3 separate regions of the Zea mays genome follow, and regions 2 and 3 are each linked to region 1. A link is a contact called in public Hi-C data. All regions are on one chromosome and are shown on one strand. Each heading gives the region's core, a stretch centred on a gene start, on an enhancer-like site or on the middle of the called end of the contact. The rest is flanking DNA. Distances are from core to core; before and after follow the strand shown.

Region 1 (3,823 bases), core at 907-3,406:
AAAGCAAGAATGTAATCAATCATTCACTCAGATTCAGATCTCACAAACTGACATGTTATGTGTTGTTTGGCTAACAGACTATTTTTTCCAGATGCTTTTTGTCATCTCGAAGCCAGATGTGTTCAAGAGCCCAAACTCGGACACCTATGTCATATTCGGCGAGGCGAAGATCGAGGACCTCAGCTCCCAGCTGCAGACCCAAGCTGCAGAGCAGTTCAAGGCTCCTGACCTGAGCCAAATGATCCCGAAGCCTGAGACATCTGGCCTGGGCCTGGAGGACAACGAGGAGGAGGAGGTTGACGAAACTGGTGTCGAGGCCAAGGATGTCGAGCTGGTGATGACTCAGGCATCTGTTTCGAGGCCCAGGGCGGTCAAGGCCCTCAAAGCTTCTAATGGAGACATCGTCACCGCCATTATGGAGCTGACTACTTAGTGTTATTTTTGTCAACCACCCCTTTCTTTTAAGCATGTATCGTATGCCATGCAGCTTGAGCGGATATCTGTGGACAACATGCTTGCTTAGATAATTTTATCATGCTTGCTTTTTCTGTCAAGGCTATTTGAACATTGTTTCGTTTTTGCTGGCTTGCTGCATAGCAACAGTTTATGTCCTATGTTTGTCCGGACATTTCCTATACCTCTATTGCTGTTACATCATTGGCGACCTGAGGACCGAGCGGGGGCTTGGTACCTGAATGGAGACGAGCTGCCCACTCGCTCCAGTGCTTTCCGAACTAAAACGTATTGTTCGCCTGCGCGGTTGTTTAATCATCATTTAGTTTGTGCGCTGTATAAGCCTGTGTCTGTTTGATAACCATTTTATCTTGTCTAATCATTAGTGTCCATTTAAACAATCGTTTAGTTCAAATAAACAGCTAAACTATAGATAACTTAGGTATGTTTAAATGTATAGGCTATCACTTCTAATAGGTAAACTAATTTTTTAGCGATATAGATGAAAAAAACATATAAAAACATTAAATTAACAAGCATATAGATCCCGGCTAATTAGTTGGTCATTCATATCTATATAAATGTCACATAAAACTTAGATAAAAATGTTAGAAAACATTCAAGTACCAAGTATGTAGCTCCCTACTCAAGTTTCTATGGATAAGTTTCTTTATCTATATCCACATCCACTATACTCTGAACGGTGGTGGTTCGTTGTAATGGAATCCCAATCGTCGGTAGGGGTGGTAATGAACGATCTAAATGTTAGAATCCTTAATAAATTTTAGTTTAAAAATAAATAAAAAACAGTGACCGTGATTTGATTTTTAAATTTTATAGCGTAAAATTTAGACCTTATTATCATCTAGTGCTCATACAAGATAGATGACGCGTATGTCATGACATCGGCCCGACCAACGAGACGTCTGCGAAAATGACAGGAAGCATGCACGGCAGCAGGGTAAAGGACGCCGCAGAAGACGCAGATGGCACAAACAGCCATTCTCCGGCGTCAAGTGGACTACCGACTGAGACCGGCGTTGGAACTTTCCCCTAGGCTCACCGTGGCTCCGGCGCCAAAGCGGCAGCTGACACCAAACGCATCGGCTTGGTGTCTCTCCCCCGGCGGGCAACACGTACGTCTCGGCGCATCCGCGTCGGCGTCGCCAATCGCGCGAGCCACTAGCTACTGCCGCGGCCGCGCACGGGGGCTGTGCCGTGCATGGCGAGTGTCGACACCCCATGGGTGAAGGCGTGCGTGAAGCCCGCACGTCGCACCAGAGGTAAAGGCTTGGCTTTGCGTGTCAACGCCCGTGTTTGTCGCCTCCTCGTCTCGCGGCGGTCTAGCCGAGTCGCCATCCCTCCACAGAGACCACATCACCACAGGGGTGTGTGGCGGGCCTACCCGCACACCCTAGCCGCCCGATCCCGACCCGACCGCCCAAACCGCGACAGCGACAGCGGAGACGAGCTCGAATCCCACGGATTTCGGCCGGTCCCCTCCGTCATTTTTGTACCCGCCACGCTGGGCCTGGGCTGCCGGCTGAGACCCACGCACGCACGCTTATCGGCATTCGGCAACCCACGAAAGAGCACAGCGACCGCCGACCGGTGCCGGAGCCTGCCGCACAACGATCCGGTCGCGCCCGTCCGTGGCCCAGAGAAGATCCCAACCCCGCCCGTCCGCCGCGGACTCCCGGGCCCGCCGCCTCGTCCGTTTTCCGAATCGGCCGCGCGGGGTACCGCGGCGCCGGGGGCCGCCCGGAGCTCCGTCCGAGTCCGTTGCCGGGAGCCAGCCAGGGCGCAACGCGAGCGCAATGGCGGAGGTGGGGAGCCGGGTGCGCGGGTTCCTGCGGAACCGGTGGCTGGTGTTCGTGGCGGCGATGTGGATGCAGTCGTGCGCCGGGGTCGGCTACCTCTTCGGCAGCCTCTCGCCGGTTATCAAGGCCTCGCTCGGCTACAACCAGCGCCAGGTCGCCGGGCTCGGCGTCGCCAAGGACCTCGGCGACAGCGTCGGCTTCCTCGCCGGCACGCTCTGCGCCGTGCTCCCGCTCTGGGCCGCGCTCCTCGTCGGCGCCGCGCAGAACCTCGTCGGCTACGGCTGGGTCTGGCTCGCCGTCACGCGCCGCGTCCCCGTGCCCCCGCTCTGGGCGGTGAGATCCCCACGCCACGTCTCCTCATTTTCTCATTGCTGTATTAATTATTATTTTTAACCGTTTCTATTTTACTACACGTTCCATGCTCATGCTGCCATCCCATTCTTTTTTTATGGGTTTTCCCCCCGTTACCCTGCTGGCCGCGGTGCGCGGTTGCGCATTGGTTGCATGTCGCGATCGCGTGTGCTCGCTCTACCAACGCTTAGACTTCCTTACATATTCTTTGATGGGGTGAATTTTTCTTGCCCGCGACTGTTGTTGATTGAATCGTGCACGATGCTTCTGTGGAATATATGTCGGAATTTTAGGTTTCCAAATGCAGTCGTCGTTGAAATTCCAAGCTTTCGGGTTTTGTATCGTAGCAGTGTCATACCATTATGTTCGGTTCGACGACACAGACATACAGTTATACAGATTTCGCTGCGGTTCAAGTTTCAGGGGTCAGGATCATACCCACGTCAAATATTCTTGCTCACATGGTTTCAGAACATATGGTGTTACCAGCGCTCGAATCATTTTTCAAACCATGCAAAAAACTGCATGCCCTCGGGCCTCGGGGTCGGGGATGCAGATTAGCACTTGGACTCCACTTGGAAAATGACAGATGGGCTAATTTCGTTTGTTTTAGTATACTGCTGTAGCTAATCTTCGACGTTTACTAATATGTGTCATATTAAAAGCACAACTGTACAGTTATTTTGGAAATGGATACTCTTATAATGCTGAACTTCTCGAAGTTGCATTGGACCTATCGTATATGGTTAGTTGTTGTGTAAGACTAAGACCGTACTTTTCTTGTCAATGTGGTCGCTATCTTGCTTTCCATGTGCCTCCAGGCTCCAGCTGTACCTTATTATCTAAAATTTCCTGTAAATCCTATGACGTCAGGGTAAATCATACAGTGATTTAACTGTGGTATCTTATTCTATTTTTCGAGAAAAAAAGATTTTATTTCACCCCAAAATCAGCGCATCTAGTTGATACACAGCCTTTGAATAATATCCCAGTCTCCGCCTAAGTGATAGGCACACAAGTTAACATTAAACATATTCTGAGCATACTCTAGTGACATTCAATCCTTATATTATATTGTCACCCATATGCCTGGGTAAATATATCTTTCACCACCTGTTCCAATCGTCGTGATACTGCTACAACCGTATCCTTGAATTCTGGATTCTAAAGGATAGCTCATGAATGGATAACCTGCAAGG
Region 2 (4,231 bases), core at 1,095-3,594, 290 kb after region 1:
GGGGCCTTGGTCTGATGGTATCTTCATGCATAGATATGCTGGATGAAGTATTGCTTCGAAAGCATTTAGTGTTCCTTGCCTAATGATTGCATTGTAGGGATACTCCATATCAACTATATCAAACACAACTTGCTCTGTCCTTGTATTGTGAACATAGCTGGTAATCAGCATGGTTATCTTGCCAAGTGCCACTATCTGCCTTCCTTCGAAGCCACAGAGGGGATGTGTTGCATCATGTATCTTGTCATCCTACTCCTACATCTGCCTGAAAGCTTTTGCAAAGATGATATCTGCTACACTGCCTGTGTATACAAGGACATTGTGAATCAGAAACCCCTTGATGACACAGGATATAACCATTGCATCGTTGTGAGGATAATCCTTGAGCTGAAGGTCTTCCTTGAAGAAAGTGATTGGTATATGAGACCACTTGGACTTGATGAAGGGTTTTTGGACTCTAACATGTTGTACCCTTCTCTGTGCTTCCTTCTTCTGCTTCTTGTTGGCTGGTTCAGAACTTGAGCCACCTATGATTGGGAGCACCAGCTTCGTAGCCGAAGGTGCCACAACTTGGTTGCCTTGCGAAGCCATTGTCGCAGTCGTGGAAGTGAGTTTACCGAAGGTGGGCATCAATGTTGGTCTCTTGTTCTCAAATGTTGTAGGTCAAGAACAAGGCAACACAATTGTTAATTTATTATAAACCTTCGCCTTCCGAAGCATTATCTCCACATAGGTATAATGCTCATCAGACGAAGGTCAAGAAGGACATATCTTCATCATTTATTATGTGAACGGAAATGCAAAAAGATGAAGACAGTAACTGCATTTCATTAATTCATACATATTTGCATTTCATAAAACATGTATGGATATTAACAGTATTAATATTACAATGATACATACGACATGCTCGAAGGTGAAGACACGAGAGAGTGATTATAATTCAACGTGAACAGTACGGTATTATTGTTCATCTATTTATAGGCACGAGACACAATCCGGGTAAAATTACATTCATAACCCTCAACATCTATCTACAGACAACCTGAAATACTAAGGTTTATCTGGTCTTTTCTTCTTCCGCTTGACTTGGACCGGAGCTGATGGTAGCTTCGGCATTTGGCAATATTGCTTTTACACAAGATCTTCGTCTTGATAACCTTCGGCAGAAGAAGACCTCTGTATCACTTTATTGAATGTGTTTTTACCTTTAGGACCTTCGATAGAGAAGAAGACCTAACGGCTAACGTAAAGCGAAGGTTTAATAGCAATGAGCCATTGACGCGATGAGAGTTATACATAATTAGCTAATTCAAACATCCGAGGTTACAGTTAAAGCCACAGGGACGGGGGAAACAAGTATCATCTGGATCTATTTTTTTTATGTGGGGTACAAATACAAAATAGACATCGACGAGTGGAACGCAACATGAGAACGACGAATCCACACGGAGTGTAAGAACCGCTGCTTCTCCTCTAGTCCTCTGAGGAGATCGGTCGGATCAGAAGACTGACGAGACGATCGCAGAGACCACGGCGAGCGCGACGCTGCCTCGGACCCCAGCCTGGAGCCTGATAACGGCGCTGCCGGCGGCGGTGTCGCTCGCCGGGCTGCCTCCGGCTGATGGCGTGACTGCAGAAAGAAGAACAGCGACGACGGTCGCCAGTTAGTTGAGTGCATGCAGTGGGGTCTTTTTTGGGGGCGGCGGCGAGGCGAAGGGTTTCAGAGCTGAGATGAGAGCACTCACTCTTGGAGGCGTTGGCGAACAGCGCGTAGTCTGGCGAGCCCGGCTTCAGGTTCAGCAGGTCTGTAGCAGACAGGGGAGGGCATCGTCAGGCTTCAGGCATCAACGGAAAAACATATGCTTGCCTAGTACTCACTGATGCAGAGCGAGACGTTGGCGTTGGGGAGGCTGCAGGCGGCGGGGAGCGCCAGGAGGCGGTCGAAGCGCAGGCCGAGCGACTGCACCTGGTCGCGCCCCGCGTGCACCTGCTGGATGATGTAGCAGAGGCACTCCGGGCGCGCCTTCTGCGTGCCGCCGGCGTCGCCGCAGCAGGTGGACGAGGGCGACGCCGCGTGCCCCGTCGCGTAGTCCATGCAGTCCGTCAGCTTCCCAAAGTCCCCCTGGCACCTGCTCTGCAGCGGGTCCGCGTCCGCCGCCGGCGGCTGGGCGGCCGCGGCGGCGCCGGCGCAGCACCACGCCGCCAGCAGGCATGCCCACCACAACTGCCTCCTGGTGCAGGCCATGCTGCTGGGTGCTGCTCCTCTGACGCCGTCCGCGGGCGCAGTAGTAGTGCGAAGGGTGCACGGCCGGCCGGTCGTCGGTGGCCGCTAAATTTTTATTTGCTTGGATGCTCGTGCCAGATGATGAGGAGGAGGAGGTCAGGAGGAGCAGCAGGAGGGAAATGGAAACGAGGGCGGCGTGCCCAGCCCAGCCGGCGGTTATAGGCTGGCCGGGGGCGGCGTGCGGCGGGCGCGCATTGAAGCCGGGGGGCGGTGTGAGTTGGATGACGCATTGAATTGGAGGCGCCGCGGGCAGAGTGATGAGATTCCTTGCTACTTTGGGAAGCTACAAAACCGAAAGAATTAAAGGGGCTAAAATTTTTTTTTTATTTAAAATTAAATAAAAAAATAGATTTTAGTCTCTCTAGTCTCTTCGATCTCTAATCTTTTCGAGTTTTTAGACTCCAAACTGACCCTTATCGATTACGTGTCGCCGTGCGTCACGTACGTACAGCTGCACTGCTGCGCACACACCACGCTGTCAGCCGCAGCGAACGCGAGGCAGATGGGGCCGGCGGCGGCGCTCGGCGCATGGCTATCCTATCCGTCATCCTCGTTGCACGGGGTGGCGCGCGGGTGGCGTCGGCCCACACCACACGGGACGACCTGCTGAACGAGCTGCTTGTTCGTACGTTGAGAATTGAGAGCCAGACTACAAATTGTGCGCCAAGCTGATTGCGTTCTTCTTCCTGAAGAATGGTAATGAGAGCTGCCATGACCATGCCACAGCTGCAAATTGTGCGCCACTGATTACGCCGCCTGCTACCGGTGCTCGAGCTCCATGCGGGCTTGGGTGCCTGCCCTGCCGGAGTGCCGGTACGTTCTCCAAGTACGCACACTGCAAGTCCTACTGCCCTCATCGATCCGTGTTGCCTCTGGTCAGAGCCGGTCCTGATATTTTGGGCCTTAAGCGAAAATCAATATAGAGGCTCTATACGAAAGCTTGATTCTGCTATTTTTTTCAAATATGATACTAAAAATAAAAAAAGTTGATGATTTACATATTTTTTTTCAAAATGATATGACTAGAGATTGTTACAGTATTTTATGAGTTGTAAAATTATACAGATTATGTAATATAACTCTGTATTTGCTTTGAGAGCGAGTATTTTACTTTTAATTTTTCAAACTAGTCTAAACCTTAAAATGTACAGTAAACCAAAATTAAATACATTAGAGTAAATTTTCTGAAAACAAATTTCAGCAAAAAAAACTTGGATTAAACAACGTAGGTTATTAGGTAAAGGTGTACAACACCTTACGACCTTCCTGCATCAATCAATATTTAGTATTCGTCGTAAACTGCACGACCTCGAAGAGATGATTCCAGAAAATTAGAGAGACGCAACAAAGAAACGAGAATAGAGATTTACCTGTAACATATATGTATTTGGACATAATATGGACAAACGGAGGCCCTACTGATCTTAGGGGCCCTGAGCGATCGCATACCCTGCATACCCTCAGGGCCGGCCATGCCTCTAGTCTACCATATGCAAACTAAGCTCTCACTCTCTCACACCACACAAACACAACCGACACTTATTAAACCGTCCACTGGAGCTAGATATCGAGCCAACTCAACTCGGGTCATTAAGCTAACGAGCTACATAGTCAGCTCGACTCGACCAGAGGTCCAGATCAGAAAAAACAATATATATGTAATAATCAATTTCTAGATAATACTAAATTAATTTAACAATAGAAAATAGTAATTGTACTTATAGTTTCACAGGCTACATTAATGTACCATCAAATTAGCACAACTCATCACTCGTCAATTCACTATTCACACACATTTTCATTAGTTTAACCTACACTTATATTTACATAGACTAATTTAACACATAGACACAGTTCATCAATCAATAGTTTAACTTATAAACTATAGACATCACACGTACATATAACATGATCATCAATTGTTACATAAATTATATGTATATA
Region 3 (4,291 bases), core at 1,445-3,944, 390 kb before region 1:
TAATTAAAAGATGTCTTAGAGTAGTTTTGTTTGATCGACTTTTTCTTTGAAGAAGAGGTGTCTCAGTCGTCCTTTGGTGAAGATGAAGAAGTGTCGCTATCGCAGCAGACGATCTTCTTGATGTGCTTCTTCTTCTTCCCATCCTTCTTGTTGTTGGATCCCGAGTCAACGGGCTTGTGTCCCGTTGTTTCGTTGTTGATAGTCTCCTTCTCGTCAATCACCTTTCCCGTCCCTTTGGCGCCGTCGCTAGCCATTGCTTCCGGTTGTTAGTCCCAATGGAAGAGACCGACTTTGATACCAATTGAGAGCACCTAGAGAGGGGTGAATGGGTGGTCCTGCAAAAATAGCTTAAGACAAAACAAACTTGGTATAATAATTCAGTTAGAGTAAATTAAGGCCAAGTTCAGATGAGAAGATAAAAAGTTCCTTTCACTTGGTTGCTCTACCAAGATGTGATCTAGACTTAGAGCAAAATCACAAGAGAGAATAGAGAACTTGGAAGATAGAAAAATCGCAATAATGTAAATGGCACAAGAGACATGGCAATTTTTATCCTATGGTTCGGTCAAGCGTAATATACTTGCCTACTTATGTTGTGGCATCCCAATGGATGAGGGTTGCACTCAACCCCTCTCAAGTGATCCAAAGATCAAACTTGATTACCACGGTTCTTCCTTATATCAATTTTCTGTTTGTGAGGAATCTCCAAAAATTTGGAGTCTCTTACAACCTTACAAAGTGATCACAATCAAAACTTGGAGTAAGGAGGGAGAAAGAATACACACACAAAAGCACAACGCAGTAACACACACAAGAAGCAAAGACAAGAGTGCGAGTAGACGATCACACAAGAACAACTCAAAACTGGCTCTCAAATCACTAGAGGGCATGGTCACAGATTGTCGGAGTGTTGGTGTGCTCTTGAGATGCTTGGGTGCTGGTAGAAGATGCCTAGGGGTCCCTTTTATAGCATCCAAGGGGCCTAGGAGTTGTTGGCTTCTCCACAAGCTAGAAAACTTCCCTGTGTGCGGGCACACCAGTCAGTCCGGTGTAACAGTCGATAGGCGATTCTAATTGGTTGCCTTCCTTTTTTGACGCAGCACCGGACAGTCTGGTGCGCCACCGGACAGTCTGGTGCGCCACCGGACAACGTCCACGTCAGTTAGTCGTTGGCGCACATGGAGGAAGCTATTGGAGACAGTGTCCGGTGCACCGAATAGTGAGCTATTCACTATCCAATGAAATTTATAATTAAAATTCCCTAGACTAGCGAGTTCGTCCATACGCAGCACCGGACAGTCCGGTGCACCACCAGACAGTCCGGTGAGCTCCAGAATGGCCCAAGTTTGGATCTTTTGAGCCAAACTTCTCCAACTTCTTTTGGCTACCTTTGGTAGCTTCCCTACTACTTAGACAAAGATATTTAGCACATAATCCAGTTGACTAAGTGTGGGTAACATACCTTTTCTTCTCCATTTCACGAGGATTTGCAATATGTCCAAAACTAAGTCCAAAAGTCACTTTTCTTGCACCAATGAGTTAGAAGCCAAACCAAGGTGCAAGAAACATGGTATAAGAGGTATGCAACTAATCCAAACACTTAAACCTTGTGTTTATGTTGGTTTGTCCAAAGTTGCTATTTTGGCCCTTAAATTCGACTCATATGGACTTGTACTTCAATTTGCTTTGGCTAGAACCTGTGCTCATGCTCATATCAGAATTGTTAGTCTAATGTGGTGTGTTGGGTACTTAATCATCAAAATAGGTAGAAATGGCCCTATAGCACATTTCCCTTTCACCTTCCGGGTGAGGGGAGGGCGGACCAAGAGACGTTCCAGCTCCCGAAGGTGTGAATGATTTGACTGAACTAGAAAACCCATGTAAGGAAAATGGACCCCGGGCCATTTGGCTCAATAGGTTTTGGTGTTTGATGATCAACATGTAACACCCCAAAATCATAATTTTGGGTTTACGAAAAAGTTTTCAAAAAGGATTCACTCAAAGCGTCTTTTGATGAAGAATTGTACCTTGGAAATTATTCTTCCTAAAATGAACAAGTGGCAATACTAAAATATTGTTAAATTAGATTTAAACTTTGAAAGTGAAATTTAATTCAAAACAAAATAAAAAACAAATAAATAAAATGGAAAGATACTCAACCATTTAAGTGCTAGAACTATTCTTATTTTTTATAGATTAGGCATTTAGAGATCTTCAAAAAAGGAAATAAATAAGTAAAATCATCTCTAAATGGATATTATACACTAGAAAGTAGTTTTCCTTAAAAATAAAAAAAAATATTGTGAATGTAGTTTAAAATTAAACTACACATCCAGAATAATACTTCTAGAAATAAATAATGAGTGTGTTGCATATATGAAAACATTTTCTTAAATAAATGTATAAATTAATTGCATTCATGCTGGTTTCTTTGGTCTGTTCATTTACTTTATGCTTGAAGTTTGAAACTAGTTTGAAATAGGAATTAAAACAGGATTTGGGAGAGAAGAAATAGAAGATAAAAATACAAAAAAAAAGAAAACGGCCTTGTGGTGGGCTAGGACCATTTCACCGTAGCCACTCCATTTCCTACCGAACGAAGCCATCTCCAATTGCTCTCTCTGCACGTCCTGTTTTATTTCTTTTTTTTATTCCTTTGGCCGGAGCTTACATTAGCATGACCTCAGCGATGATGTCAACATGCAAGCAAACCAGGGTGCGCGCAATGGTACTCTTGGATCGCTGACCTGTGGGCCGTCCTTGGCTGGTCGTCTTCAAAGTCGATCCTCACCATAATCGAACGCATGGGGGGCTCAACGACTGCGATCCTGTTTGTTCCTATTCTTGCGCTGAGCGACAGGTGATCCCTTCGCGCGGCCGCTCGGGACGTTGCCTTAGCGTAGACACTGATGCCATCTCGTCTCACTACCACCATGCGGGGCCGCGGGTAGCTCGTGCATGTGGCCTCGACTGCGGAACGAACCAGAGAAGAAACCAAATTCACCGCGTGATTCGGGGTTGGTTGCGGCCAATGAATTAGCCCGCATATAAATCCTACCCCTATACCTCCTCCACAGCTATGCTGGCAATTTGAACACACCGGATTTGGGAGCCGAACCTAGGGCCGCCGCCTAGGGAACCCAGCGATGGAAGCGCGTGCGCTGTGCGCCGTAGCCCAGTCCCATCACGTCGTCGTTGCCACTCCTTGTTGCCGGGCCACGCGCGGGGTGTTGGCCACCACGTCCCGTGCTCCAACCTCGCGTCGAACTCGGCCTCTGCGCTCAGCATCCGATCACTGGCCGACGCACCTCCTCATCCCCATGGCGTGCTCCCCTCAGCCGTCATCTCCAGCAGCCGCGCGGGGGATCCACTGACGCCGGTCAGACTGGGAGGACGAAGACCTTGGGGTCGTTGATCATCCAGTCGAGGGCCAGGATTTGACTGGGGCGTAACCTCTCGGTTAAATAAATCTTGTGCGCTGGTCGGGGATCCAAGGGCTCAGATGGGATCGACACGCGGATCGGCTGTAGTCCGTAGGATCTAGATCCACGGGTTCGCGAAAACGTACCGGTTCACTTAAGAGAGGATCTAATTTGGGCCATCGATTTTGGATCCAACGGCTGATCTACGCCGATACCCTTTTCGGCTAGGTAACAATTGCATAAGAACCCCTGCTCTTTATATGAATGAACCCGCGACCCACACTATGTATAAAGTAGTTTAATCCAAGTCCTCGGGATTTTACAGAACAGACCCCGAGCTTCTGGTAAATAGTGCCCACAGCCCAAAGGTGAAATAACATGAGTGAAATTAATAAAGAAAAGGATTTTAGTATAAAAATAATTCAAGAAACTTGTTTAATTCATATTTAATTCATTTTAACCCCAATTTGATCCATCCAAATTGTGTTAGTCTCATAGAAATATTTACTACGCAGTAGCAACATTAATTATACGATATCTCATACTTTTATAATTAAGTAACCAATTTGATTAATCTATGTTTATTGGATTTAGCTTTTCCTAATATTAATATAGTATTCTGATCTTATAGTTATAATTTGACTAAAAGATAATATTTAATCAATTTATAATCTAGATTAAAGTTGAGTTAATTACTTATAGAATATTATCTCATATAATGTATACTAATCAATTTATAATATAGTTTAATATTTAAATCACGTAGATCTTTCATAAATCCTAACTTTATAACCGTAACTCCAAGAATATAGTTTAATATTATTATGCAGTTTGTTCTTATGTTTGGTGTGATGTTAATTTTGCATATA

Evidence for each region. A called contact is a pair of places that touch in the nucleus more often than the background predicts.
Region 2: a Hi-C map of leaf shows a contact between it and region 1, with 2.7 times the contacts expected there. The contact joins the promoter of LOC100284163 here to the promoter of LOC100279749 in region 1. A contact is called at or near these places in 5 of 25 Hi-C or Micro-C datasets (endosperm, leaf, seedling and 1 more).
Region 3: a contact with region 1 is called in a Hi-C map of bundle sheath, with 2.6 times the contacts expected there. The contact joins the enhancer-like site here to the promoter of LOC100279749 in region 1. A contact is called at or near these places in 2 of 25 Hi-C or Micro-C datasets (bundle sheath and endosperm).

What each region holds. Positions count from the first base shown.
Region 1 is chr4:47,113,541-47,117,363 of Zm-B73-REFERENCE-NAM-5.0, forward strand. LOC100279749 reads left to right here and starts at 2,157. Exons shown (of 3, transcript NM_001152707.1): 1 at 2,157-2,606. The coding sequence starts at 2,271. It overlaps LOC100217069, which reads left to right. Exons shown (of 4, transcript NM_001143439.1): 3 at 1-11; 4 at 92-631. The coding sequence ends at 433.
Region 2 is chr4:47,398,403-47,402,633 of Zm-B73-REFERENCE-NAM-5.0, forward strand. It overlaps LOC100284163 (lipid transfer protein), which reads right to left and starts at 2,345. Exons shown (of 3, transcript NM_001157060.1): 1 at 1,882-2,345; 2 at 1,749-1,808; 3 at 1,279-1,633. The coding sequence starts at 2,248. The coding sequence ends at 1,503.
Region 3 is chr4:46,722,402-46,726,692 of Zm-B73-REFERENCE-NAM-5.0, forward strand. No RefSeq gene overlaps it. Among protein-coding and RNA genes, the nearest start is that of tga1, 76 kb to the left of the region's middle. Within about 2 kb of position 2,695, at least 19 of the 20 cell types and tissues checked have an H3K27ac peak or open chromatin away from gene starts, as enhancers often do. A contact at or near this core is called in bundle sheath and endosperm, where this site is marked.